Regions from separate parts of the Mus musculus genome. Here regions 1, 2, 3, 4, 5 and 6 are each linked to region 7. Evidence: chromatin contacts called from public HiCAR-type, HiChIP or PLAC-seq and promoter capture Hi-C data. All regions are on one chromosome and are shown on one strand. The core of a region is the stretch at or near the end of the contact, and the rest is flanking DNA. Distances in the headings are between cores, read along the strand shown.

The links. Promoter capture Hi-C pulls out the DNA fragments that hold promoters and counts their contacts. HiCAR-type assays count read pairs that join an accessible place to other places. HiChIP or PLAC-seq counts read pairs in DNA pulled down with a chosen protein or histone mark.
Region 1: a promoter capture Hi-C map of the C10 cell line shows a contact between it and region 7, with 7 times the contacts expected there. The contact joins the enhancer-like site here to the promoter of Cst3 in region 7. A contact is called at or near these places in 7 of 39 promoter capture datasets (the C10 cell line, the HPC-7 cell line, cranial neural crest and 4 more), 1 of 484 Hi-C or Micro-C datasets (B cells) and 1 of 115 datasets of contacts at active chromatin or transcription factors (bone marrow-derived dendritic cells).
Region 2: an H3K27ac HiChIP or PLAC-seq map of bone marrow-derived dendritic cells shows a contact between it and region 7, with 12 times the contacts expected there. The contact joins the promoter of Pygb here to the promoter of Cst3 in region 7. A contact is called at or near these places in 3 of 39 promoter capture datasets (cranial neural crest, hippocampal neurons and pre-B cells) and 4 of 115 datasets of contacts at active chromatin or transcription factors (bone marrow-derived dendritic cells, embryonic forebrain, extraembryonic endoderm stem cells and 1 more).
Region 3: a promoter capture Hi-C map of hippocampal neurons shows a contact between it and region 7, with 2.7 times the contacts expected there. The contact joins the promoter of Vsx1 here to the promoter of Cst3 in region 7. A contact is called at or near these places in 5 of 39 promoter capture datasets (the C10 cell line, cranial neural crest, hippocampal neurons and 1 more), 1 of 484 Hi-C or Micro-C datasets (B cells) and 2 of 115 datasets of contacts at active chromatin or transcription factors (bone marrow-derived dendritic cells and large pre-B cells).
Region 4: a promoter capture Hi-C map of neural stem cells shows a contact between it and region 7. The contact joins the promoter of Entpd6 here to the promoter of Cst3 in region 7. A contact is called at or near these places in 12 of 39 promoter capture datasets (the 3T3-L1 cell line, 3T3-L1-derived adipocytes, the HPC-7 cell line and 8 more), 2 of 484 Hi-C or Micro-C datasets (CD4 T cells and LSK cells), 2 of 115 datasets of contacts at active chromatin or transcription factors (epiblast stem cells and large pre-B cells) and 2 of 9 other capture datasets (liver and macrophages).
Region 5: a contact with region 7 is called in a promoter capture Hi-C map of pre-B cells. The contact joins the promoter of Xrn2 here to the promoter of Cst3 in region 7. A contact is called at or near these places in 2 of 39 promoter capture datasets (the C10 cell line and pre-B cells) and 2 of 115 datasets of contacts at active chromatin or transcription factors (astrocytes and bone marrow-derived dendritic cells).
Region 6: a HiCAR-type map of astrocytes shows a contact between it and region 7, with 8 times the contacts expected there. The contact joins the enhancer-like site here to the promoter of Cst3 in region 7. A contact is called at or near these places in 4 of 39 promoter capture datasets (the C10 cell line, cranial neural crest, hippocampal neurons and 1 more) and 3 of 115 datasets of contacts at active chromatin or transcription factors (astrocytes, bone marrow-derived dendritic cells and neural stem cells).

Annotation. Positions count from the first base shown.
Region 1 is chr2:150,622,417-150,625,973 of GRCm38.p6, reverse strand. It overlaps Acss1 (acyl-CoA synthetase short-chain family member 1), which reads left to right. Exons shown (of 14, transcript NM_080575.2): 10 at 82-208; 11 at 857-984; 12 at 1,112-1,175. The region is part of intron 1 of Gm52532 (a long non-coding RNA gene); the gene reads right to left. Among named protein-coding and RNA genes, the nearest start is that of Gm52532, 9.1 kb to the right of the region's middle. Within about 2 kb of position 1,808, at least 1 of the 459 cell types and tissues checked has an H3K27ac peak or open chromatin away from gene starts, as enhancers often do.
Region 2 is chr2:150,785,520-150,789,083 of GRCm38.p6, reverse strand. Pygb (brain glycogen phosphorylase) reads right to left here and starts at 2,288. Exons shown (of 20, transcript NM_153781.1): 1 at 1,974-2,288. The coding sequence starts at 2,216. It overlaps Gm30141 (a long non-coding RNA gene), which reads left to right and starts at 2,332. Exons shown (of 3, transcript XR_375102.4): 1 at 2,332-3,113.
Region 3 is chr2:150,687,871-150,691,667 of GRCm38.p6, reverse strand. Vsx1 (visual system homeobox 1) reads left to right here and starts at 2,531. Exons shown (of 5, transcript NM_054068.2): 1 at 2,531-3,152. The coding sequence starts at 2,708.
Region 4 is chr2:150,747,186-150,750,485 of GRCm38.p6, reverse strand. It overlaps Entpd6 (ectonucleoside triphosphate diphosphohydrolase 6), which reads right to left and starts at 1,405. Exons shown (of 14, transcript NM_172117.5): 1 at 1,253-1,405.
Region 5 is chr2:147,010,668-147,014,494 of GRCm38.p6, reverse strand. Xrn2 (5'-3' exoribonuclease 2) reads right to left here and starts at 1,496. Exons shown (of 30, transcript NM_011917.3): 1 at 1,299-1,496. The coding sequence starts at 1,373.
Region 6 is chr2:150,646,257-150,649,579 of GRCm38.p6, reverse strand. The region is part of intron 2 of Acss1 (acyl-CoA synthetase short-chain family member 1); the gene reads left to right. The region is part of intron 1 of Gm52532 (a long non-coding RNA gene); the gene reads right to left. Among named protein-coding and RNA genes, the nearest start is that of E130215H24Rik, 20 kb to the left of the region's middle. Within about 2 kb of position 1,484, at least 40 of the 459 cell types and tissues checked have an H3K27ac peak or open chromatin away from gene starts, as enhancers often do. A contact at or near this core is called in astrocytes and pre-B cells, where this site is marked.
Region 7 is chr2:148,873,409-148,876,765 of GRCm38.p6, reverse strand. It overlaps Cst3 (cystatin C), which reads left to right and starts at 1,254. Exons shown (of 3, transcript NM_009976.4): 1 at 1,254-1,613. The coding sequence starts at 1,389.

The DNA.
Region 1 (3,557 bases), core at 559-3,058, 1.7 Mb before region 7:
TCGGGTCAAGCCGATAGTCAATTCTTTGACTTTCTCCCAGGGCTGGCCAGGTCTCTCATGAATGTCTCTCTCCATCTGTAGGGCAATGTTTTGGAGGGTGGAGATGTCTCTGGGGCCTTGTGTATTTCCCAAGCTTGGCCAGGCATGGCAAGGACCATCTATGGTGACCACCAGAGGTTCGTAGATGCCTACTTCAGAGCGTACCCAGGTGAGCAGCTAGGGTAGATCCCAGTGTCTTCTCCAGGGATTCCTGGAGTCTTGTTTCTATAGATAGGGGATCTGGTTAAATTCATGGCAGCTCTGTGAAAGTGAGTCTGTCTCTGGACCCTCCCTTTACTTCTCAGGCCTTCTTTATCTTGGTTGGGAGATCGGGTGGGCATGCGGACCCTGTGTAAGGGCCAGGATGAACATGAGTATATCCATGGCTCTGGCCTGGGATGGACATCATAGAAGATAATGGGGAAGAAATGAGTGATAAGACATGATTGGGAAGCTGTCACAGAGGCTGGGTGTTCCATAGTTTACATTCCCATTCTTCTCAACGTTTCTTTTGGGTCCTGGGTTGGAAGTTTGTGTGGCTGCCGAGGTCTCTGCCTTGCTGGAGGTAGCAACTTTCAGTCTCAAGGTTACAGCTGCCATTCATCTTTATGAGCATCCCTGCTGTTTTCTGTTTTCTGGACATTAACATTCTTGACATCATTCATATGACGTAGACTCCGTGCCACTTGCCCTCTCATTAGACCACTGAGAGAGATGTTTATTTGTTGGTTGTTGGAGGGAGATAACAGGTTAGGAACTTGGACTGTGCCGGGCCTGACTCAGAGCCCCTGGCCTTGGATGCCTCACTACTGTGTAGGTTATTACTTCACTGGAGACGGAGCTCACCGGACAGAGGGTGGCTATTACCAGATCACGGGGCGCATGGATGATGTCATCAATATCAGTGGTCATCGCCTGGGGACTGCAGAGATTGAGGATGCAATGGTAAGCTAAGCCCAGCCTGCCTTTTACTTTGCCTGGTATTCTCATGATGCATCTGTTGATCTCAGAGTCGGGATGGGAATGTAAACCCCAAGTCATCTCAGGGCCTTTTGCCCTCTGTTCTGCACAGGCTGACCATCCCGCTGTTCCAGAGACTGCTGTCATTGGGTACCCTCATGATATCAAAGGAGAAGGTGAGTGTCCCCCCTTCTTTCTATAGTGGAGGATCATGTGCAGCAGGGTGCCCCAATAAAAAGACAACAGAATACAGTCACAGGGCCTTATGGGCTATACTGTTACCTTCCTGATGAGGACACTGATCAAGGTAATAGTCTAAGATACAAAATGCCCAGATTTACTGACCTTTAAGGACATTCAGCCATAAGAAACCATGATATATTTGGACCCTAGCTGAGCCTGAGAAGTCTCCTCTGTTTCCAGTATCTCTAACTGGGGCACTTTCTAAGCCACATACATATCCTCCTGCCCACCCACCCGCTTGGTTTCAGCACTCGTGCCAGCTCTGTAGCTGCTATACCTGTGCACTAGGCTATGCCCTAGAGCAGTCCGTGTGCTTCCCTGAGATGCTGGGGAAACTTGACATCCCATAGCATAATTGACATGGGAAGGGAGGGCAGAGTAAATTACCAGAATGTTCTTAAATCAATGATATATTTAAAAGAAAATTTCCCCAGAGCCAGCTGATTCCCAAGTGGCTGTGTCTAGAAAGGACACTTGAGTGTTGCAATGGCAGACTCTGTGGCCTGGTGTGACATGGCCATATTCTAAGCACCTATGAGGTCATTTCTACACAAAATGACCTTGTATGCCCTGTGAAGTGGCCTGGGATTGAGTGTTCTCTCTCCTCTTAGGGACATTCTGTGTTACAGTGTGCTCCAAGTGTCACCCGACTCTTGTCTACACTTATGTGCTGTTGTAACACGCATGCTTAACCAAACATTTAACCTTTTTCATGTCCCAGCTAGAAACCAAGCCCTCAAACATGCTAAGCATGCAGTCTACTACCGAGCTCCACCACAGTACCTTAGATACTGCCTTTCTTTCTCTTTGATATCTTTATTTAATGTCTATGGATGTTTTGCCTGCATGTATATCTGTGCATCACGTGTGTGGTACTTGCAGAGGTAGAGAGATGGGGTATTGGATCTCCTGGAACTGGATTTATGGATGGTTATTAGCTGACGTGTAAATTCTGAGAATGGGACTTCTGTCTTCTGGAAGAGTAGCCAGTGTTCTTAACTGCTAAGCCGTCGCTCCAGTCCCATTAGATACTTTCTTTGAACTGACTTGTTGCAAAATTTAAAAATCAATCAAGTGCTTCAAAAACAACATCCTTAGAAACCATAGAACTGAGGTGCCTGTGGCTTTGCTATTGGAACAAAGGCATGTGGGAGAGCTGTTTGGGACACCTTCCAGCCGAGGCAATGTCTAGATATCATCAAGAAGGGAGTGGGGTAACAGTGGGAACAGTTCCTCATGGGTAACTGTGAAGGTACCTCATTTGCATAGGGATCTGGACCCACTTCTGGGGTCCCTGCATTTGATATCTCCATAGTTCAAGGATCTTCAGTGCCCTGGTAGACTCCCACCATTTGGAAGCTGTGAAGGTTCAATGTTCCCAAGTCCCAAGACAGTGCCAATACTTCAGTCCTGACTGAACCCGAGAGGGCAAAAAGTGCTGAAAGTGGCCTGTGACCCCAGCCACCTTCTGCCTTGTCCTTGGGGGTCTATCAGCCCTTGGGTGAACCCTAGAAAATAGGAACAAGGTCAAGGAAGCTGCATTGCAGCTGGATAGCTTTAGATGGGATAGGCTATGTGTTGGGTTGTGCTCTGTCTCAGCTGTTCTGCCTGCATGTGGGTTCTTCAAGGGCACTCCCAGTGTGGTGTCTGATGCTTAGCATTCTCTCTGAGTCCTCTGGCCTCTGTACTCCAGCATCAGCTTTCAGCATCAGGTATTGCCAGCCCTTCAGTGCCTGCAGGGCTGGGAGGGAAATTTACATATAGTGTGATGCTACTGGTTTCGAACAGATTTGTACTTCATGAATAACCTATTCACAGTTCTTAGTGTCAAGCTGCTTGAACACATTTGGAGTTTGTCCTCACTTCCTCCAAGCACTCGTGGGTCTAGTTTGTCGAGGACCTGAAGCTTTGGCTAGATTCTAGTGCTCTGGCTCTTAACCTGCTCTTCCACAGCCCTTCATCCCTGCCTCAGGAATCAGCAATCCAGGTCTGTCTTCACAGTCCCCTCAGCTGCTGTGGTTGTACCAGCTTGCAATCCCACCAGCAATGGAGGAGTGTTCCTCTTTCTCCACATCCTCTCCAGAATCTGCTGTCCTGAGTTTTTTATCTTAGCCATTCTGACTGGTGTGAGGTGGAATCTCAAGCTCCACTATGTTCATAGCAGCCTTATTTATTATATCCAGAAGCTAGAAAGAACCCAGATGTCCTTCAACAGAGGAATGGATACAGAAACTGTGGTACATTTACACAATGGAGTACTACTCCACTATTATCATGAAGTTCTTAGTTCATGAAGTTCTTAGTTCATGAAGTTC
Region 2 (3,564 bases), core at 1,039-3,538, 1.9 Mb before region 7:
ACTGCAGGCAAAGCTGGATCCCTTGTCATCCACTATTTGAACAACACCAGTGAATCTGAGCAACACAGCTCTTCTACTAACAAGGCATTCTGGGGGAGCCGCTGCTCCTGGCCAGTTTCCCTGGCAGTGATCCCAAGCCCTTGTTGCAATAACCTGTTTTAGCCATTTGGGGCCACTTCTTTAGAAGCTGCCTTGCATACTAACTATGAAGAAGCCCAACTAGCATTCTAACAGCCTGTCCTCAGCATCTTTATTTCAGGAAGGGAAAAAGCCCCAGAATGAGTTTGGAAAGCAATTAATTTTTACTCTTAGCAATTATCAAATATACTTTAATGCCCTATAAAAAAATTACTCTAAAAAGCTCTGTCACTAAGACAGCTGTTGGGTGCCCAGATTTCTTTTTTGTATGTTTGTTTGGTTTGGTTTTTTTGGCTTTTTTTGTTTGTTTGTTTGTTTTTCAAGACAGGGTTCCTCTGTATAGCCCTGGCTGTCCTGGAACTCACTCTGTAGACCAGGCTGGTCTTGAACTCAGAAATCTGCCTGTCTCTGCCTCCCAAGTGTGGGGATTAAAGGCGTGCGCCACCACCGCCCAGCTGGGTGCCCAGATTTCTATGGCAAATCAGATCATCACTAACTGGCCCCAGATAGGCAAGAGTTTTTTCCTTGCTAGTTTTCACTCTGTCTTAATACAAGATAGGCAGAATTCTCCATACCAAATGCAGAGAGAGAGAGAGAGAGAGAGAGAGAGAGAGAGAGAGAGAGAGAGAGAGAAATTCTTGCAACAGGGGATGTGTAAAAATATGATACCTGCATAAGCTTAAAAGCACCAGTATGTATTACTGACCCAGAGCCCTGTTTATGAGTGAAGCCACAAATGGTTTCGGATGAAATAAAAGCCACAAAATTGTGCAGCATACAAATATGCATACCTGTGTATTTAGGAACAGCAATTACCTGGAAACATAAACGGAACAGAATAAGGAGGACTGGGGGACCTGGTGGAGCTGGCACACGCCTTAATAATCCCAGCACTCTGGAGGCAGAGGCTGGTGGGTTTCCGTGGGTTTGAAGCCAGCTTAATTGCACAGAGTTAGCAGTCCAGCAGACAGAGCTGAGAAGTTTTGGGGGTTGGGGTGGTGAGAACTGTCAAAGGCTCCGTTCAGTGTATTTTGTTTTCCTACTAAGAATAAAGGTTTGCAAAACAGAAAAAATGCTACAACTTCTAAAGCAACTTGCTAACAAGTTTTGTCAAGGTGGAAACCTCAAAGGCAGCCTTCCCCACGAGGATTCCATCTTTGAGTTTCGGACCCTCTCCTGTTTCAGGCAGGCATTACAAGTGATTTTCTTCTCATCAGTCTCGGAGTAGGGGGTAGGGTGGGGAGCACGGGGCGGGGCAATTCCCTGCAGATTACTGATCTCACCCCTTTCCGACTCATAAAACTACCGGATCTAGTTCCAGTCCCCCATCTTCTTCGCTCGGGGCTGCAGAAAAACAAAAGGGGGAGGGGAGTGGGGGAGTAGAGGAAGCATGAACTCTGAAGCCATCTCGGAAGTCCACAGCTGGAAAACAGCCGGAAAATCCGCCGGCAAGAGCAGACCCCTAGAGCACTTCTCTGGGATGCGCAACTCCGCCGTGGGCAGAGGCCTGGCTCCATACAGCCAGATTCCAGACAACGTACCGGTGGGGGACTGACTGCGGTGGAAGACAAGGGGCCACTCAAAGCCATACTTAGGGACTGGGGACTGCGGGCCGGGGAGCAGGGGGATGGGTCTCAATTAAAACGAAACCCGAAAGAGAGGGTATGCACCGGTCCTTCGAAGGAGGATGCATAACTCTACTGTCTCTTCATTGGTCGCAGGTGACCGTGGTGCAACAGGGACCAGGCCCGTGGGCGATACTTGGGAGGGGGGGGGGGGCGGGACCCGCCCTGCCCTGGGCTCGGTCTCCCTCCCAGGGAGGGCGGGCTGCTCACCTTGGGGTCCCGCTCATAGTAATGCTGCTGCGTGCGGATCCAGCGGCCCACTAGGTGGTCGCGAACTGTGTGTGCCAGAGCGAAGAAGTAGTCGCGGGGCGTGGCCACATTGCGGTCCTTGACCAGCGTGAAATGCAGGTGTCTGTTGAAGCTCTTCCGCACCTCGGCCACGTCGCCCAGCCCCGCGATGCCACGCACGCTGATCTGCTTCTGCCTCTCACTGTCCGTCAACGGCTTCGCCATGGCGCCAGAAGAGGCAGAGGACAGGGTACGGCCCTGGAGCGAGCAGAGAAGACTCTAGCGCTGGGATGCTGCGGTGTCTCTGGCGCCAAGGACTGCAGCGGAGGCCGGCTCATACGGATTGCGCCTGCGCTTTGCGAGAGGGCCGGGCCCTGTGGATGGGCGTGGGCTGATCTGGAGGCGGAGCCTCGGAGAAAGAGCCCGTCAATCAGGCTGTTTCAGCCGGGAAGAGAACGTGGACGCTCGAGGGGAAATGGTTTATTCCTTTACTGGTGTGTCTGGGGCTGGAAAAACCGGACTGCAGCTTCCCCATACCTAAGATTTACCACTTTTATGAGGCAAAAGTAGAAACCGAACCAGTGGCTGCGCCTGCCACACTGGAAGGCAAACTCTTGCCATTCAGGGACTTCCTGGAGTTTCCGGGGCTGCAGGGACTGGCTCTGCACAGAATCACCAGATGCCCTTTTTAGGACTGCATTGGGTGCTCAGGTGTAGCTGAGCTCTGTTAAACGTTCAGAGAAGTGTGCACACGCTTGACAGACAGCCCCCAATACCTGCTGGGACTCGTCGCCAAGCTGACAGGTGGTTCTGAAAACACACGCAAGAAAAAAACGTTGTTTGTGCAAAAACTAAAAATTCATAAGTCATATCAATGTTTGTGCCTCCATGACACCACTTCAGCTCTGGAGAACAAACTGCATGGAACTCCTCAAAATACAAATCGCCAGTCTAGGCTGCAGTGACAAACACAAAAAATCTGCTGCAAATTAAGTATACAGCATTCTCTCCAAGGATGGGCAGAGGCTACTATCAATCACAACCTTTCTGGTTGTTAAAGAAAAATTCCATCCAGAAAGAAGTCAGCCATGCACAAGGAGAAGAAGGAGAAACATTTCATTGGTGAGCAGGGAAGCAAGCTGAGGTTCTGAAAGGGTTTAGGCCAGCCCAAATTTCTTACCGTTTATAGGTCAGGAGGCAACACTGCCTGCCTAGGGGACCATCTCAGAGTGGTCTCTGAATCCCTTAATCATTAAGGGAGTTTAGTTAGGAGTGTTTACAGCAACATAAATTGCAGAAACAAATGGTTTTATATAAGAATACATTATAATTTCAATAATATGTATCAGGCAGGTAGCAATAAAAAGGCATACAGGAATTGCAAATAACAGTAGTCTTGGACTGTAAAAGAACTTTTCTCTTAGCAAACTGTAAGAGGAGGTTCAGCATGACCTTAGTCCTCTGTGACAACCTTCCCTTCAGGCAGTTTTGGCAAATGTTTGTTTTCCAGATAAAGGGTGGGTGGTTTTTTTTTTTTTTTTTTTTTTTTAACAAGGCAGGACTCAACCTACCT
Region 3 (3,797 bases), core at 1,282-3,781, 1.8 Mb before region 7:
CCTGTCTTTATCCACCCAGAGGTGGGACACATACAGTGTGGGTGGGTTCAGTGACAGATCCATCTCTAGTGCTCCTGTCTCTTAAGCTCCTAGAAGTGTTCAAGGACACTGAGTGAAGCATCGTCCCCGTCTCTTGCTCTTGGGTCTCCATCCCTTGGTGCCAGTATTGGACTTGAGACAGCAGTGGGGTTGCAGTGACAAAGTGTCCCTTAGTAGGAAGAGGACCATGACAGCCAGTCAGTAATCCCCCCCCCCCCCCACACACACACACACACTTCTTATTTTGTATGTTGGAGGGACTCGCGCATGCCAGGGTGTTCACTTATGGAACAGGACGGGAGTAAGTTCTCTCCTTCCACTATGTGTGTTCAGGACTCATTGGATAGAGGCAAATACCTTACCTTCTGAGCCACCTTGAAGGCCCTATGAGAGAATTCTTTGATATCACTTTCCTTTGCCAGAAAGGTGCCCAAAGATCCAGCTCTCCTACCAGAGTTCCTGCAGACCCACACCATCCTGCCAGTTGGGCAGCAGGCAGCAGTGGGGTTGCTTCTGTTCAGGAATAGCAGGATCCTGTAACCCCTCAGAGCCCTAGCCCAGCTCTTTCCTCAGCCTGGCTCTGCCTCACTATTCCCATTTCTCTTTCCTTGTTCCATGAGACAAGTTGACTTGTTTGAGTAACCTCTCATCAGTAGAACGGGTTTATTTGATAAGATCTTCCTCAAGGAGTTGGAAACATCTGCTCTGGACTATCCCCAGGGGATGAAATCCTACCCCCAACCTTTTGGTTGCTTTGTATTTCTAGCATCTACTTGGAGTGTGGGGAGTCTGTCATCTGGGTGACCTTCCACCCTGAGGTAGAATCTAGGAGAGCGCAGGACCTTGGCTACAGGCAGTGGCCAGGTCTCTGCAGCCTCTTCTGTTTGAGGTGATCCGGGCTGAGTCACCTATTCTGGCTACAAAAGAGTGCACTCCTAGTGAGTATCTTTCTTAGCTGCAAGCCGAAATTTGGATTTACGAAGGCACACAGCTGCTAATTGGCAAGTCTCTATATTTCTGATGTCTTCCCCTAAATCTAGAGGTGAATTTTGAGCAACATTCCTGGCAGACCTGAAAAGATTTCTCCCCACTCATCCACCCCTCTAGCGAGTGACTCAATGGACAATTATCCCGAAGGAAAGTTACTGGCTTGCTAATCCGGGAGAACAGCTTGGAGGGGAGATTTGGGTCTTCTTTTAATAATGGAAAGTTAATGCGCAGCCTCTTGTTATTGTCTTTCTTAGAGCCCCTTGTTTAATCCTCTGGCTTAGTGGTGGCGCCCTCAAACAGTGAAGACAGCAAGGGAGATGCGCTGTGTGGGGCTCTGACGGGGTTCCAGGTGGAGGAAGCCCAGCCACGGCTCCGTAGGTCCCCCAAAATTGCAGCTCGGCTATCTGTCCGCCTGATTTGGAAGCCAGGCAATTTCCAGAAGCACAAGCGAGCAGGGGCCCCAAGAGAGGGTAGGCGTCTGGGCTGGAGACTGAGTCAGAAGGGCTGGCCCAGAGTTGTTTGTTTGTTTATATGCAATGATTTTTTGTTTGTTTGTTTTTATGTAGGTCTGTGTGAGGGGGTCAGATCCCCTGGCACTGGCGTTACAGACAGTTGTAAGCTGCCCTGTGGGTCCCCTGCAAGAGTGGTCAGTGCTTTTAACCATTGAGCCACTTCTCCACCCTCCCACCCCCACCTATGCGTTTTAATTAGCTCCAGTTTCAACAAATTTGGAATTCCTACGTGCCAGTCAGGTTGCCTTTGACTAATCATAAATCCGAACGGTAGTTTGTTAGTCTCCGTGAGTAGTTCCACATCCCTGACCTCATTTAGGATCGCTGAATCAAATATGGTACACCGTTATACTAAAACAATAGCCATTGCTCACGTGAAATTAAATTTTCACTGGGTTGTGTATATTTCTGTTAAGCCTGTCCAAGGTTTTAGTCCTCCCAGTCCACATCTCCCTCTCCTCCTATCTCCTGCCCCTTCGCAGCACCAAGCCAGTTTGGGCCTGTATTGCACTCTACTGTCCAGCCCTTAAAGATCCAGTGAGGGAAGAGTTTTTGGCTGTAGATTGGCCGGCGGTGGGTTAAATACAAAATGTCAAGTTTTCTTCAGGGATTTTCAGACTGGGTGCTGGAGTTGAAGAGACTGGCCAGTGTAGTCTGGGTGGTAGTGGTGTGTGTGTGTGTGTGTGTGTGTGTGTGTGTGTGTGTGTGCGCGCGCGCGCGCGCTTCGGAACCGTCCCTAGATCTTACAGGTTAGTGGGGAGTGTGAGGTTTTTGAAGGCCAGGGGTGTCCAGAAGAGAGACCCATTACGAATGTGGAACTTGTGGGTTTCATAGGAGAGGGGAGACAACACAACCCTTGTTGCTCACTTTTCTTCTCGTTCCAGAGAATGGAGGTGGGGTGGGTAAGGGACAGCTGGAGAGAGAAAGGGGTGGCTAGGAAGACTGCAGCTGGGAGGCCAACAACTCAGGGGAGGGGAGCTGATGGCGCCTGAACCTGCTGGTGGGAGCTTGGATGCGTCTGCTCCCTGCTGATTGGCGCCTTCTAGGCTGTCTAGGTCTCAGGGACAGCTTCTCCAGCATAAAAGGGGTCGCCTAGAGCTAGCCTCTTCTGCACAGGTGGCCAGAGAGGACTCAACTCCGGCTCCTAGCCTAGAGGACTGAGAAGCATGACTGGACGGGATGGGCTTTCGGATGCGCGCTCCAGGAGTAGAGCCCTGGCGCCAGGCTGTCCTCCCACCGGCTCTCGCCTTCGAAGCTTTGCCATCAATGACCTGCTGGGATTGGAGGCAGACCTGCCAACTCCGGCGGAGCCTGGGCTAAGATCCAACAGCGGAGATCCAGCGGAGGCAATAGGGTCGGGACCGGGACCGGGGCCAGGACTCTGCGGCTCCTGCCCTGCTCGCGGGGCTCTCCCGCTGGGCCTGGGGCTCCTCTGCGGCTTCGGGGCGCAGCCCCCTTCCGCTGCCGCCGCCGCTCGTGCGCGCTGCCTGCTCCTCGCCGACCTGCGGCTTCTGCCATCTGCAGGACCCGAGCCTGCTGTCGCCCAGGGCCCGGTCCACCCGCCGCCTGCGCTCGGCAGCCAGCAGCGCAGCGAGAGCGTCTCCACGTCGGGTAATTTAGTCAATGCTTCCCGCCTCCAACCCTTCAAAGGTCCAGAAGCACCTGGGTTACCTGCTCGCTCCCAGAGAGATCTCAGTCCTTGCAGACCCCTGCACCTCCTGCCGATTTCTCCCGCAGCCTCTCCTCCCAAGCCCCATTACCAAGCCCCATTACCGCAGGTGGGAACAGCCACCAAGGGTTCCGATGGATCTTGTGACCATCTCTCAGCCCCTTTCTCTCAGCACTTAGTACCAGTTTTGGGTGGCGGATAATCCGGAGGACCGGTGTCTATGTCTTGCATCCCTAAGGCAGAGTGGAGAGAACTGACTGGTAGTTTAAGAAGCTGGGTGGTAAGCTGAACTCTCGGCCTCACCCGGTGCTGAGAAGGAAGTTCTGGGTCTCTAGCCTCTCTCTCTTTATCGCCTTCTACCCAATACCGGCAGGTGAGAGAAGCCATCCACTCACTCTGGTGTAGTTAGGTAGATTCACATTCGGTTCGGGGTCTACTTATTTTTCTAGGGGAGGAGGAAATCTTGGCGCATTGTGGGAAAAGAGAAGGAAGCAAAGACATTCTTTCCACGGGGCAAAAAACTGAGAGCCCAGGGATGCGAGCTCCAGGGGAGAGAATTATGCAAGAACCCAAAACAACAAAACCAC
Region 4 (3,300 bases), core at 156-2,655, 1.9 Mb before region 7:
AAAAACACATATATCTATATCTATATCTATATCTATATGTATATAGATATAGATATAGATAGATGAACAGTCCGGTGAAGACTGCCTCCTCCTGATTCTTTTGCAGGGTGCTATGCCTGCATGGGCCAGTAGGTTCTTCCAGACCTAAGTACACAGAGAGAGAGCTGTGTAACTCTCAGGTTCGTTCTGTCCATGAGGCTCCAGATGGGACTCAGATACACACCATCTTAGTCTACACTTCTTCCAGGGCAGGAGAAGGGGGGCGGGCAATATTCAGACTTACCTTTATGCTTGCTGCATTATTTTCAAGGACATTGTTAAAACGCTGGTAACAGGGATGGGGAAACCTCCCCTCAACGCTAGGTATTCAGCCCCCTTCATGGCTCTGCAGCACCCCAGGAGAGATCCTGTAATCACATTCCTCTGCCTCTCCCTAGGGAAGCTCCTTCCTCACTGTCTGAGAGTTTCCTATTCTGGCTATGAGCATTCCCTACGCCCCTCACCACACAGGATCTGCAGAGACACAAAAGGACCAGGTATTTTCAGGTGACTGATTTTTTTTTGGGGGGGGGGGGATATACTCTCAGGGTGAAGGGCTGTGTCCACTGTGACCTACTCAGCAATGTTGTCTCAAAACCAATTACTTCCTGATGCTTTTAAAATAAAAATGTGTTCTCACTGACTCCCTGTCCTACATTCTGGGTGTCTACATCTGGACCTTTCTCTCTCCTTTAACCTGAAGCACCTGTGGCCACACACCAACTCAGGTGGAACCACCCTGACCCCTGGTAAGTTCTTCCATGTCACCACCGTTCCCACCTTCCACACAATCAGAACACAGGGTTTCCCCGGTTTCCTGAGCCTCCCAGTTGGGCTATCCAGTGCAGAAGGGGAGGCGCCTGGGCCTGGTTCTGCTGGGGGCGGGTCAGCACAAGCCAGCAGAATGAATGGACGCGGCAGGGCTGTGGGCTACACTCGGGCAGAGACCCCTGCTGCTTGGCCTACAGCATAGCTCACGAGTCCCACGGTGTGTTGTAGACGTGCGAGGGCTACGCAGCAGGGTCGGAAAGACAGCCAGTTGAATGGACCGAGAGCGCAAGTGACCCCGAGGCCTCCCCCCGGAGCTGTCTCCGGGCCCAGGGAGGTATCAGGCATTGGAACTGCACCACGGGGAACCCCGTCCCTCGCGCGCGTGGGGAGACCAACCGTAGTCAGTCCTCCGGGCCAAGCACATTTCGCTGGCCCCGCTTACCCTGCACGGCTCCCTCGGCCCCGCAGGAGAGGTAGTGGCGTAGCCGGAGGCAGACAGCGACCACACACCGCGCGCCCAGCTCTCCAGCGCCGGTCCGCGTCAACAGAGCCTTAACGCGTGGAAGCAAACCCCAGCAGACGCCGAGAAGCTGTCTCCGCCTACGTGCACTTTGCGTCACCGGGTGGGCAGGACGGCGTTGATGCGCGTGTGCCATGGCGTTTGCCAGCCACGCAGGCGCAATAGCCATGTGCTCTTTGGGTGTTTATTTTTCTTTCTGCCAGTAGGGGGCTCTGGAGCTCCTGCTTATCTTGGATCCTTCTAACAAGTCCTGAGGTGTGGGAGGAACAGAGCCTTGTCTTGACTAGAGTAGGAGTTACTTCAATCTCATCCATCACCTCGTCCTTCTGTAGGCTTTCCTCCTGCATCCCTCCACACCCGAGTTGCTTCTTTTACTTTCAAGGGAATTCGTGATAGGATATGCATTCACAATAGAGAATGCGGTGCTATCAAGCGTCCTTTATCCTTGGCCATATTTTCTGATGTCTTCCTAGAAGCCACAAGGTTGTCAGCTCCTAACTGCAGCGAGACTCTGGATGTATGTCCCTAATTCATTTGTCTGAATATCTCCCAAGTTGTCTTTTCCCCACCGAACCAGGACTCCGCTTCTTCCTGCCCACGTGATGGCATCTATACATTGGGGTGCAGGACACTGGTCTTGTTCCTGGAGGACATCCCTGTCTATCGGCTGGGAAAGCCTAAAAGCAAGGATTTCTAATGAAAAGATGGGGTACTCAGGGAGTGAGTGGGTGGATGCTAACCACAGAGTGCGGGGATACTGTGTGAGAGTAGGGTTGGCAATCGCTATTAGTCCCGCGAAACTATTGTAAACAGCATGTGAGCAGCTCATTGGACCTTGCCTTGTCTCACTTTAATAAAACCACCAAGATCTGATTACAACGGAAGTCTATATGGTCTCTTATTTGGCGGATCTTAAAAGCTCTCCCCTCCCCACTTCCCTGGCTGTTTTGTTGTACATAGCACTACAGCATCCCAAGGACTGACTATCTTGCTACTCACTATGGATGTGCTGTGGGAGAGAGTCTTAGTATTGGAATTGGCTATGATAAACTATATGCTCTTTGAATACAACTCCAGAGATACGACTCAATTTTCTCTTCAGTTATTGTACTAATTAACACTCTTACAAATAATGTGTGAAAGCATGGGTTCCCCACGTCTTCAACGGTGGAGTCCTTCCAAACGCTGGGTTCTTTGCTAACTTGTAGTAGAAAAACTGCACCTCACAGTTTTGACTTAATTTTCTAGTGTTTTGAAGTTTGTTCGTGGACCTGTAAGGACCCTGCTTCTGTCTTCTGCCTTCACATCTTTTACCATCTTCTCCACTTTCACAATACTTCTCTCAAATTCTCTAGAATTTTTGTCTTAGTTTTTACAAGTGGTCATACTCACTACTTGGAAAGCTATTCTCTCAGGCATTTCCTTTTGTAGATCTTTTCTCACTTTTAAAATAACATAATGCCACCTTCTCAGACTGTTTCATTTACAGTGGACCTCTCCGAGCTATTCTCTACCATTCTTTGTGTATTTCCTTCACAGTATAAGTCATGCCCAACAGTTTGTTCTCTGTTTTACTACTGAAGTGTAAGCTTCCCAAGAGCAAATGATGTCATCTGCTCTGAGCAATAGTGCTTGCCCAGCACCTGGTATTTGCATATAAGGAGCCTACAACCTGACCCTGCCTATGGTATAGACATTCTAATGGTAGTAAAGAGATCCCATTATGACTGCCATTTCTTTGCAGTTCTCTTTAGTGCTTATGACAGCCAGCACAATCTAGATGGCAAAGGAGATAAAGGCTAACTTTCCCAGAAGCAACTACAGCCAAGTTCTCTGTTGTCTTGGAACAACCTTCGGCAACATCTTGAGCAGGAGGGAGCTTGAGAAAGAGTTCTTATTGAAACAGTGTCTTCTCCAGTGCTTTAGTTCAGAACATTAAGAGTCCTCTTAATAAACGAATAAAATCCAGA
Region 5 (3,827 bases), core at 247-2,746, 1.9 Mb after region 7:
TGGGGGGGGGGGTGCGGGGAAATAACATCAATCTTAGAAATAGAAATGATACTTTGTATAGGCGATAGAATTTTTGTTTGTTTTGCAAGAGGGTCTCATTACGTAAGCCTTGGTTTGCTTTGAACTCTGTGTATATCTGGCTGACCTCCAAAACTCAAGCCTACCTCTCTCCCAAGTGCTGGGAGTAAAAGTATGTGCCACGCCTTGGCCCGATATACGTTTAAACGAGTTCTCCGTTAAATTACAAATTTTACCGTCAGATTTATGGATTAGCATTAGAAAAACTGGGGTGGTGGTGAATAAATAGCTAATTCCTCTTCTACCCAAAATTAGATAGACCTAAAACCGATAAATCAAACTTAACCATATTAAGAGACACAACCAAAACAGTTCAAAGTGTCTGTTACGAAAAAGTGGCTCTCCCTTTGGAAGACCCCCCCCCCCCAGGAGAACACAATGTTTATAAAGAAATAATGGTTCAGCTTAGCAATTTGTCTTTGGAGAACACAAAAATATACTAGGATTGTCACCAAAACAAAGCTTTTGGTTTCTTCTAAGACAGGAAGTGAGAAAGTAAATAACTTCAGCGGGAGAAATAGGTTCTTGGAGAGAGGCGGTTCTAAAGCCGAAAGTGGGAGGGGACACATGTGCCCGGAACTTTTCCAATCCAGAAATTCTAACTTAGAGTACAAAGTCGAACTCGACAGAATTACGCGAACGACAAAAGCAACACTCACGAATCGGAACGACTTAAAAGTCTGCCTGTAAACTAGCAAACTAACGGAGGCAGGAAGTGAAACACAGCGAGCTGCCCGGCATTCGTACAGCAAAGCCCGCCAGGGAGAAAGAGCGCTCCCCTAGCCTAGTCCTTCGTAACTAGCTGCTGCCCGCGCACGCTTAACTGCAACAAATGGCCAGGCTCGGGTGGAAAACAAGCGATCCAGCCAACGGGAACTCCGGGCTCAAGACAGTGGACCAACCAGCGGTCCCTACCCTGCCAACCTTGCTGCCCGCGCTAGGGGGGCTGACTAGCCTGGGCGCCCTTTGGAGCTCAGTGAGCGGCGCGGAGGGAACAAAGCCGTGGGCGGAGCCTGGGGTGCCCCGCTTCGCAGGCGGGGGAGGAGCCGCCCAAGCCCCCAAAGCCCCCTACTCGCCCTCGCTCCGCCCAGACCGCCTCCGGAACCGCGAACCCGCGAAGCGGCCCGTGAGGCAGCTTGGGGCGGGCGCCCATCCCCGAGGGCCTCGGCCTAGACCTGCCACGCCGGGTCCCCACTCCGGCGTACTGGCCGCCTCCTCACCTTCTCCTCCACGCAGTTGACAATGATGGACGGGTACTTGCGGCTGAGCCAGCGGAAGAACGCCGGGACTCCCATGACCAGCGGGCAGCTCGAAACAGCAGCCGGGCCAGCGGGAGAGTGTAACCAACGAGACTAGCAGGAGCGGCAGCCGCGGGCACCAGCACTTCCTCCCACGTGCGTTCAGCGGCCGGAAGTTACGTCATACCACCACCGCGGGGGATGCAGGGAAAGGAGCTCGGTTAAGTGGAAGTTCATTTAGACTGCCGGAGTGGAGGCCCGGCTGGGCGAGCTGTAGACCTGGCTCGCCGCGTTCTCTGGTAAAGCCTTTGAGAGCCGACTCCTGGCGGATGCCTTCTCCGGCAATCCAGCCAAGAGCGCCGGCCACATTAGGCCCGCAGCCGCAAAGTCCTTGTGTGGCCGAGACTTTGGAAAGGCGTGGCCTATCTTACTTCCTTTCTCACAATCAGTCTTGAGCTGAATAGAAGCATCTACACTCTAGTTTCCATTTCCTGGTTTCTCTCATTTCTATGCTGCTGTGCCTGGCCGAACTATGAAAAAGCATCCTCAAGTGTTTTGCAATTTTTTTTTAAAATCTGCTTTGCATAAGCAACTTTTTAAAAATATGTTTAAGATTTATTTTTAGTTACGCAATGTGTGTATATGTACATGTGGCTTTGTGAACGAGTGCTGGTACCTGTGGAGGCCAGAGGTTTCAAATCCCCTGGAGCTGGAGTTACAAACAGCAGTATTCAGCCTGCTGTGGCTGCCAGCAATCAAACTCTACTTTGGAAAAACAGCATGAACGCTTTACTGCTGAGCCATCTCTCAGCCCAACGAGGTCACTTTAAACAGTTGCAGAGTCTAGCCAAAATTTGCTAATATCACGTTCTAGCATTTATTGAGTACCTGTGATGTGCTTAGGCAAGGAACTAAAGAATTTTCTTATTTAATCACCAGTTGAGCCTTCTGTGCTGGCTGGCCGTGTCATTTGGGTGACTCCAGTGTAAAAAATATTCTCCAAACAGAAAAAGCAGTTTATTAGATTACGTGCATGCAGCAGGCAGGAAAGTAAAAAGCTAAAAGGGGCTTGTTTTGAGGAAGCCTGTTTCTATGTGGGCAGTAACAGCCTGGCCTTGAGGCAGTGATTGTTTGCCTGAGTCAGGCACAGTGTAACAACTCCACCCATCCTGTGGTCTTGCTCTACCGTTTTTGGGGGGGGTTTGGTTTTTTGTTTTTGTAACACAGATAACGGGTTATCAAAGAGCTAAATTGCTTGCTTATTCATACTGCTTGTATTTCACTTTAACCAAGGGTCATTTAATCCTCTGTTCTCAACCAACATGATATTTGTATCCCTTCTTTTCTGGTGGCTTCAAATGTACCCTGTCATATCCCCCATCCCACCTGCAGCATATGAAAGAAGTCTAGAAAGAGGAGGGAGGTATCTGCCCATTTGCTCAAGCTTGAAAGTCTCTTCCCTGAATCCCCCCTAGGCCTGACAAATCACAATCACAAAGGCTCACCTTAAGAGACCTCTAAAGTGTTTCTCTGCTGCTTGTCAGGCAGTAAAGGTTGCCCCTTCCTCAATGGTTTAATGACTTCATTTAAATGCTAATGTAGAGGTAACTTAAATGCTTAGAGAGGTAGCTAGCCTATGTTTAGTTTTAGAATAGTGTATATATACACATATGTGTGTGTACACGTATATGTGTTTGTGTGTGTGTGTTTAAGAATATTATTTGGAAATAGCCCCTTCTTAAGAGTTTGTGTCCTCTGGGATGTGCTATGTTCTTTTTTTTTTTTTTTTTTTTTTTGGTTTTTCGAGACAGGGTTTCTCTGTATAGCCCTGGCTGTCCTGGAGCTCACTTTGTAGACCAGGCTGGCCTCGAACTCCAGAAATCCGCCTGCCTCTGCCTCCCGAGTGCTGGGATTAAAGGCGTGCGCCACCACGCCCGGCTGTGCTATGTTCTTATATGAACACAAATTCATAGGCAGTTGGATAGGAGCAGGCAGCTTGCTACATTGAGCCCCTCCCCCAGAGTCCATCACAAGTGGTTTTGAACTTTGAAATGTAAAAAGAAGGCAAAGCTGCATAAAATGATAAGCACCGAAACTTCCTAGTCTGGCAAAGAGGCCACACACCAGTAATCCTAGCACTAAAACGGCTGAAGAGGCAGGAGAGTAGCCTGGGTCAAAAAACAAAGGAAATATACAGGAACATGCTAGTCTACAGTGTTAGGCTGGAACCCCTGGTCATCCCTCTGCACAAGCTGGGAAACCCTATTTGCCCTCCTTCCCCACCTCTAGCCCCTGCCACTCAGAAAAAATTCCCCCACCTACTTGGAAAGAACTCCCAGCTAACAGGTCACCATGCCTTGTCTCCATGTTTCCCACAACGCACCCAAGAGTGCCTGCCCAGAGACTCAGTTTTTGACCATATGTAGACACAATCCCAGCTCCTAGTTCACACCCTGAGCCCAAGACTCAGAAATGCCCCTGCTTCTAGCCTAGCTGTTTGACTTCACTGAC
Region 6 (3,323 bases), core at 235-2,734, 1.8 Mb before region 7:
GTCCTGGGGCAGCAAGACAAGTTTACTTAAGAATCCATACCACTGATTCTGTACTTAGCTTTCAACACCTTGTTTAGGGAGCCTGAATGGGGGTTTGAAATCAGCCGAGCTACAGGACTGTCTTCCCAAGAAAGCTGCTTTTGGAATACTTGCCAGCGTGACAAGGTCATAGGAGCTGTCTCTCCTTCTCTCCTTCCCCAAGCTGCTTCAAGAGGCAGGGAGAGCACCCAGGCTAGATTTGACTCCTGGAGTGTCTGCTGGAATAAATATTTCCCAGAGACCATTCTCTAAGTGTCAAACTGCAGTGCTCTGTGGACTCACAGGAAAGCCTCAATAGAGACTGACTCCCAGCTTGTGCCTAGTCTGGAACTTTCGGTGGGTCCTCAGCTTCTCTGTTTTGCCACAAGAACTTGCGAAGAGTGATTGCTGGATTGTCACCAGGTGGCATTTCTCATTTTCCATGTTTTTCACTGCAACTCATTCATATACCATGTTCTACAGTGTGAGTTGCACTGAAAAAACATAGAAAATGAGAAACGCACAGTGTAAAACATGGTATATCAGTGAGTTTCAATGGAAAATGAGAAGCACACAGTGTAAAACTTGGTATATAAAGGAGTTACAATGGGAAATGGAAACATCCTGTGGGTTTGTCAGTTTTTTTTTTTTTTAATTACCGGGAAAGTGATTGTTTTTAGAAAATTAATAGCTACATTCACTTTCGCGTCTCACTAGGAAAAGGACTCCCTGTGTGGTTTTGGAGCAGTAAACAAGTCTGCCATCCAGGGTGGAGTGTTCTTCCAGGCCCAGCTGCTTTTGCTGGCTTCCATGCTGGGATCCCACCAGCTCTTTGGGCTTCCAGCCTGCAGGGAGCCTCTTGAGTGCTTATTGCGTTAGCACTTGCCTCCTCTGGGATGTGTGAGCTGCGCTTTGGGCCAGGAAGGAAGAGAACTTCTTTTTCATAAACGGGAGGTGAACAAGAGAAAATCAGTCCATAGCGAGAACAGTCTTTTTCGGGTCTGACTGGATACTTCTATCCTGCGGGGGTATAATTTTGGCTGACAGCCTGCTGGCTTTGGTCAGGCACGTGGGATGTGACCTGACATGGCCGGGGCAATCCCAGGGACAGAAGGTGCTGACTGTGGTGCTATGCTTCTCCCCTGTACCTCTCCTCCATTCTGTTGGTACAAAGAAATCTAGCTTCCAGGGCGGTCGACTTCAATCCGTTCTTTTACCAACTTCCCCAATCTCCAGAAGGTTTATTTTTAAATTATGAGCATTGCGTGTCTCTGCGTATGGATGTACCTGTGAGTGGAGGTGCTCAGAGACTCCAGAGGCTTTGGATCCTCTGTGGAGCTGGAGTCACAAGTGTGACAGTCCTATGTGGGTACTGGGACCTGGACTTGGGTTCTGTGCAGGACCCGTATGCTCTTTTAACTGCTGAGCCATCTCCTTAGTCCCTAACTTCCCTTTTGAACAAATCTGCTTCTGTTTCCCTTCCTTCCCATCGTCTGCACCGGGGAATGGAACTCAGTGCTCACACGTGCTCAGCATAGGCTGTCTCCACTCAGCCTAGTCCTCTTATAAAACAAATAAGCATTTAAAAGCAAACTAGCTCAAGAGGAACGGTAATAACATTATTGTGCTGATGGGGGAAATCTTGATTTGGGAGACACTTTATATTAGGAAGAATGGAAATTATCGTGGTACCAAGGTTCCTGAGGAGCGCTGGGTAAGCGCCAGGCTTTTAGAGCTAGCTCACGCTTGAGTTCACATCCGGCTCTAATTTGTTTGGTTGAATAACTCCGAGAAAAAAAAAACAGCTTAACTTTCATGTGACTCAGTTTCCTTGTATGGAGAAAGAGAGCTCAGAGCCCACAGATCGTTTGGCAGTTGAAGTTTAAGTCTTGACTGTTGTTCCCCACCCCACGCCCTACCCCTGCCACCCTGAGAGACCCATCTGTCAACAGTACTGTGTGCAGCCTATGGTGGTAAAAGGTAGTAGACTCTTCAAGAAGTAAAGTCTACTGGGAGGTCTTTAGGTCATTGTGGGCATGTTCTTGAAGGAGATATTGGGATTTTAGTGTGTCCCCCTCCCCCTTCCTTTCCTCTTTCTCCCTGTCACCCTGACATGGAAGGCTTCATCATATACTCTCACTGTGATGTACTGAGCCTCCACTACAGGTCCAGAGCAACAGAAATAACCATGAAATAATAAATAAGTATGAAACCAAGAACCCAAAACAAACCTTTTCTTTTACTACGGTGATTGTCTCAGGTAGTTTGTTTCGGTGACAGAAAGCTATTACAAAAGTTCTTCTGTCTGAAGGCTCGGAACAATTCTGGGTACAGGGCATACTACTGCTGTTAGTTATTGCTCTTATAAGGCAGGAAGAAAATGAGAAATTGAGTTAGGGAACCAGCCATTTTAGGCTGAGGTGGTACAAGGTGATGGATCACCCTGATGCTAGCACCATGCTGGGAGAGGCTTCCTGTGCTCACACTGGGAAGCGAGTGTGGCTGGAGGGGGAGGGGGGTAGCACATAGCAGGTGGGTGGTGTTGGTTGTACCAATGATATACGGTTGGCCTGCCTTCTTCTAGGTCTCTCTCAACCTCAGGCCCCAGTGAATGTCTGGACCTCAAAGGGCAGCAGCTGTCTTGTGGTTGATCATGCACCCTTCTTAGATCTGCCCCCGCTATTGTGCCGGCTAGTGACCACAAAGCAGGTGGATTGCTCAGAGCCCCCACAGACCCTTAGGTCACATTTCCTTAGAGCCAAAGATCAGATCCTGCAAAGTACCTAGGACAAACTGGCATTTTGTGTTCTCCTTCCTGGGAAAGAGACCCGTGAGCGCCTGCCTCTGCTAAGGAGTCATCAGAGAATTAAGGGTGTGAGCCGCCAGTGGTAGGGTGCTTGCCTTGCATGTGTAAGGCTCTGGCTTCTAGCCACAGAACAGTGTGTAAACATTTATCTCTAAAACTGTCTGTTTTAATAAATAAAGTTAACTGTGTGTGCAGGTCAGTGATAGAGCGATTGCCTTATATGTGTGAAGTCTCCAGGGTGCAATACCCAGTGTAGAAAAAGAAAAGGGCAGTTATGGAACTGTCTGCATTCACTCTTTGCCCACCTCTTAGCCCATTTTCTGTAATGATAGCTGCTATCTATGGGACGCCTTTAAAGATGCTTGGGACATCAGTCACAGTTAGGACCTGCAGTCCCCTTAGTGCTGGACTCTTTTATAAGGTCATTTATTCCAAAGCATGGGGAGCCTATTAGGATCTTGTTACATTAGCTTTTCTTGGGTAGATATGTCTGCTTGCT
Region 7 (3,357 bases), core at 5-2,504:
AGGATTACTATACACATTAAGGAATATAATCTGTTTCCTTAAGAGTTATTATTATATATTGAAATTACATTTGATAGGTTAAATAAAACGTATTAAAGACTTCAATATTTGGGTTTTGTTATCACTGATTTGTCTGTTTGTTTTTTAACAAGAGGGTCTCACTGTGTAGCCCTGTCTTCTCCTCCTCCTCCTCCTCCTCCTCCTCCTCCTCCTCCTCCTCCTCCTCCTCCTCCACCTCCTCCTCCACCTCCTCCCCCTCCCCCTCTCCCTCTCCCTCTCCCTCTCCCTCTCCCTCTCCCTCTCTCCCTCCCTCTCCCTCTCCCCCTCCCTCTCCCTCTCCCCCTCCCCCTCCTCCTCCTTCTTCTTTTTCTTCTAAGATTTCACTGTGTAGCCCTTGCTGGCCTGGAACCAGAGATGTAGACCAAGCTGGTCTTGAACACAGATCTACCTACTTCTGCCTTCCATGTACTGGAATTAAATACATGCGCCATCATACCCAGCCTCATACCGTAGTTTTTAACCTGTCTACTAGGAAGCATAAAAGACACATGGGTTCATCTTAGATGGATATACTGGGCAGCCTGTTACAATATCCATTCGGGGCTTGGCCTCCTGTGGTATCTCCAGGCCCTAGAGTGGCCTGGTCTAGGAAGAAGCCTAGGATGGTTTCTTTAAGGATAATGAGTAGTTACACAGAATGCTGCACACTTCCCCACTCCCCCAAGATCAATTTATTTTCCTTTGACAAGTATCTTAGGACAGGGCCTTCAGGAAAATGAAATAATAGCCCTGCTCCGAGCATTCCCACATAGTGACCCTGCTCTCCATCAAGTGATCGAGGCTGAACTTTGAAGATGCAGGAAATTAAAGACTCGTTGCCCTTTTCCTTTCTGGAGAAACAGGGTTCAGATGTCACTGGCATTTTAGGGTCCAGAGAGCAATGACCAACTTCTCTGGTGAAACCACACTTCATGAAACAGGGAACTTGGAGTAAAAGGGGAAGCTGTGGAAAAGGGCACAGAAGAGGAACTGGTAAGAACAGAAAGCTAAGAGTGAAGAAGGAAGGGAGAGGCGGGGCAGGGATGGGGGAGGGGAGGCTCAGCAGGGAATGGGAATCTGGCAGCTCTTTAAGAGGTATCTGACCTACAAGGCAAGAACAGACTAGCAGCTGACTGAAGCAGAGGGAGGGCGGGGCCGTTCGGAAGAGGAGGCGGGGCCCGCTAGGGGGCAGACGGAAAAGGGAGGGTGGCCGCCGGAAAAGGAGGAGCCAGGAGAGGCGGGCGGGTCCCTAACGCTCGCATTTGGGTAAAAGTCGCACGGAGTAGCAGCGTCTGTTCTGCACCAACTCAGAGTCTTGTTGGAGCTTTATCCCTTTGTCCTAGCCAACCATGGCCAGCCCGCTGCGCTCCTTGCTGTTCCTGCTGGCCGTCCTGGCCGTGGCCTGGGCGGCGACCCCAAAACAAGGCCCGCGAATGTTGGGAGCCCCGGAGGAGGCAGATGCCAATGAGGAAGGCGTGCGGCGAGCGTTGGACTTCGCTGTGAGCGAGTACAACAAGGGCAGCAACGATGCGTACCACAGCCGCGCCATACAGGTGGTGAGAGCTCGTAAGCAGGTACGTGTCCCTGCTGTCCCCTGCTCTCCCGACGTCTCCAGGCCGCTCCCACCCAGGCACCCCTAGCTAGGGCGCGGTTTGCATCTGCAGTTGTTAATCAACACCTTTGCTTCTTATGGGAGCGGTCCTCTCTCTTCCTTTCTTCTCTGGTCTACTCATTGTGTTAACATTCATCTTTTGTTTATTCTGGAACTCAGAAGAGCCCAGCGGGTGGGCCTCCTAGCTCTGTTTCCAAAAGGCCACCCAGAGAAGGTACTAAGGATGTAGGTCAAACGCTCCCTGGGCGGAGCTCACCTCCCTTAGCCGCCTGGGGTCAATGTCAACTGCTAATGATCTGGCTTCACTTAATCGCGCTACTTGAAACTCATTCTGACAGACGGCAGATTTCACCCCATCCTTCCAGTAAACACTTGGCCATGTTCCAATCTCCTTGCTCTACTCAGGAGCACGTGTACGTGGGTGTGTGTTTATAGTCACTTATTTTTGTGTATACTTTCAGAGTCAACACTTCCGGAAAACAAGGGCATTCTCTACATACCCAAGATTCCATTTGGAAAATTGGGAACCCACGAACACTCAGGTCCTTCACTCAAAGTCTCAGTTTGCTGGTCTCCACTATGGACTCTGCTAGCAAGGGCCATTTCTATCCAGTCTGGCAGCCTGTCTTTTTCTCTGAGCACTGCCTGTGCTGCCTTGCTGTTTTGGTAGCACTGTAGAATGGTCCAGACAGCTGTGGTGATCAGTCCTGTACCACACAGTCAGGCTCCCTTCAGCCATGACTCGGTTTGTGATGGGTGAACCTCAAAGCTAAACAACCCCTTGATGCTGCAGCCGTATTAGCTTGTACACAGTGTGGCCAGGGCACATTTCTCAGAAGGAGCCTCTATCCTTAAGGGACACATAACTGTGTAGATTGGTGTCTGAGTTTCTTGGCTGTCATGTTGGTGCAGGTCACCAGGCAGGTCCCCTTGTGTCTTCTCAGAAGGTGCTGTCTAGTTGTTCTAAGAAGCCTTGCTTCCCTCTTCTTGTGGCCCTGGAATATCCTCGGGATATCCCTCAGGGGTTTTGCTAATTACCCCCCAAGATAGCTCTAATCACCCTCCACCCACTGAGTAGATGGACAGACTACCTTAGACTTAGACTCTGACAGAGGAGCTAGCTGCAGGAGCTGCTAAAGCCCCAAAGTTGACCCAAAGGAAGCCCAGGTTTTAGACGACAAAGAGTTGTATGCCAGTGTGTAGAGCTCATTTCTACCTTCTCTTGAAAATACAAACGAGTTAAATCCTGCTCCATTTTTTTCTCCTGCTGCTGGGATCAACCTTGAGAAAACTCCACTTCCCAGCTGCCTTGGACCTTGAGGGCCAGTGCACCTCTTAATTGTGGCAACAGATGGAGCAAAGTATAAGGAGTTGTAGGTTCTTTGGTCTGCAGGTCTCCTTTAACTAGTAGGAAAATCAGGACATTCTCCCAAATCCAGAGCTGTTTTTGGTCCTGCGGGGCAATCAATACACAGAGCCCTGTACCCCTCCACCCCGACCTATGTCCCTCAGTTTGTGCTTCCCATTTCTGACAAGTTGATCTGGTGTGCCCCATTATGGGGAGAGGGATAAGTGCTATTCTTAAATTGCAAATGGAAGACCTACAGGGAAATGACATGCTTGAGAAAATTCTGGAGAGTCTCTCTGAAGGAGAAATCATTTAAGAGTGCTCTTCCCTCTGACTTGAAACATCCCCGTGTGTGAAG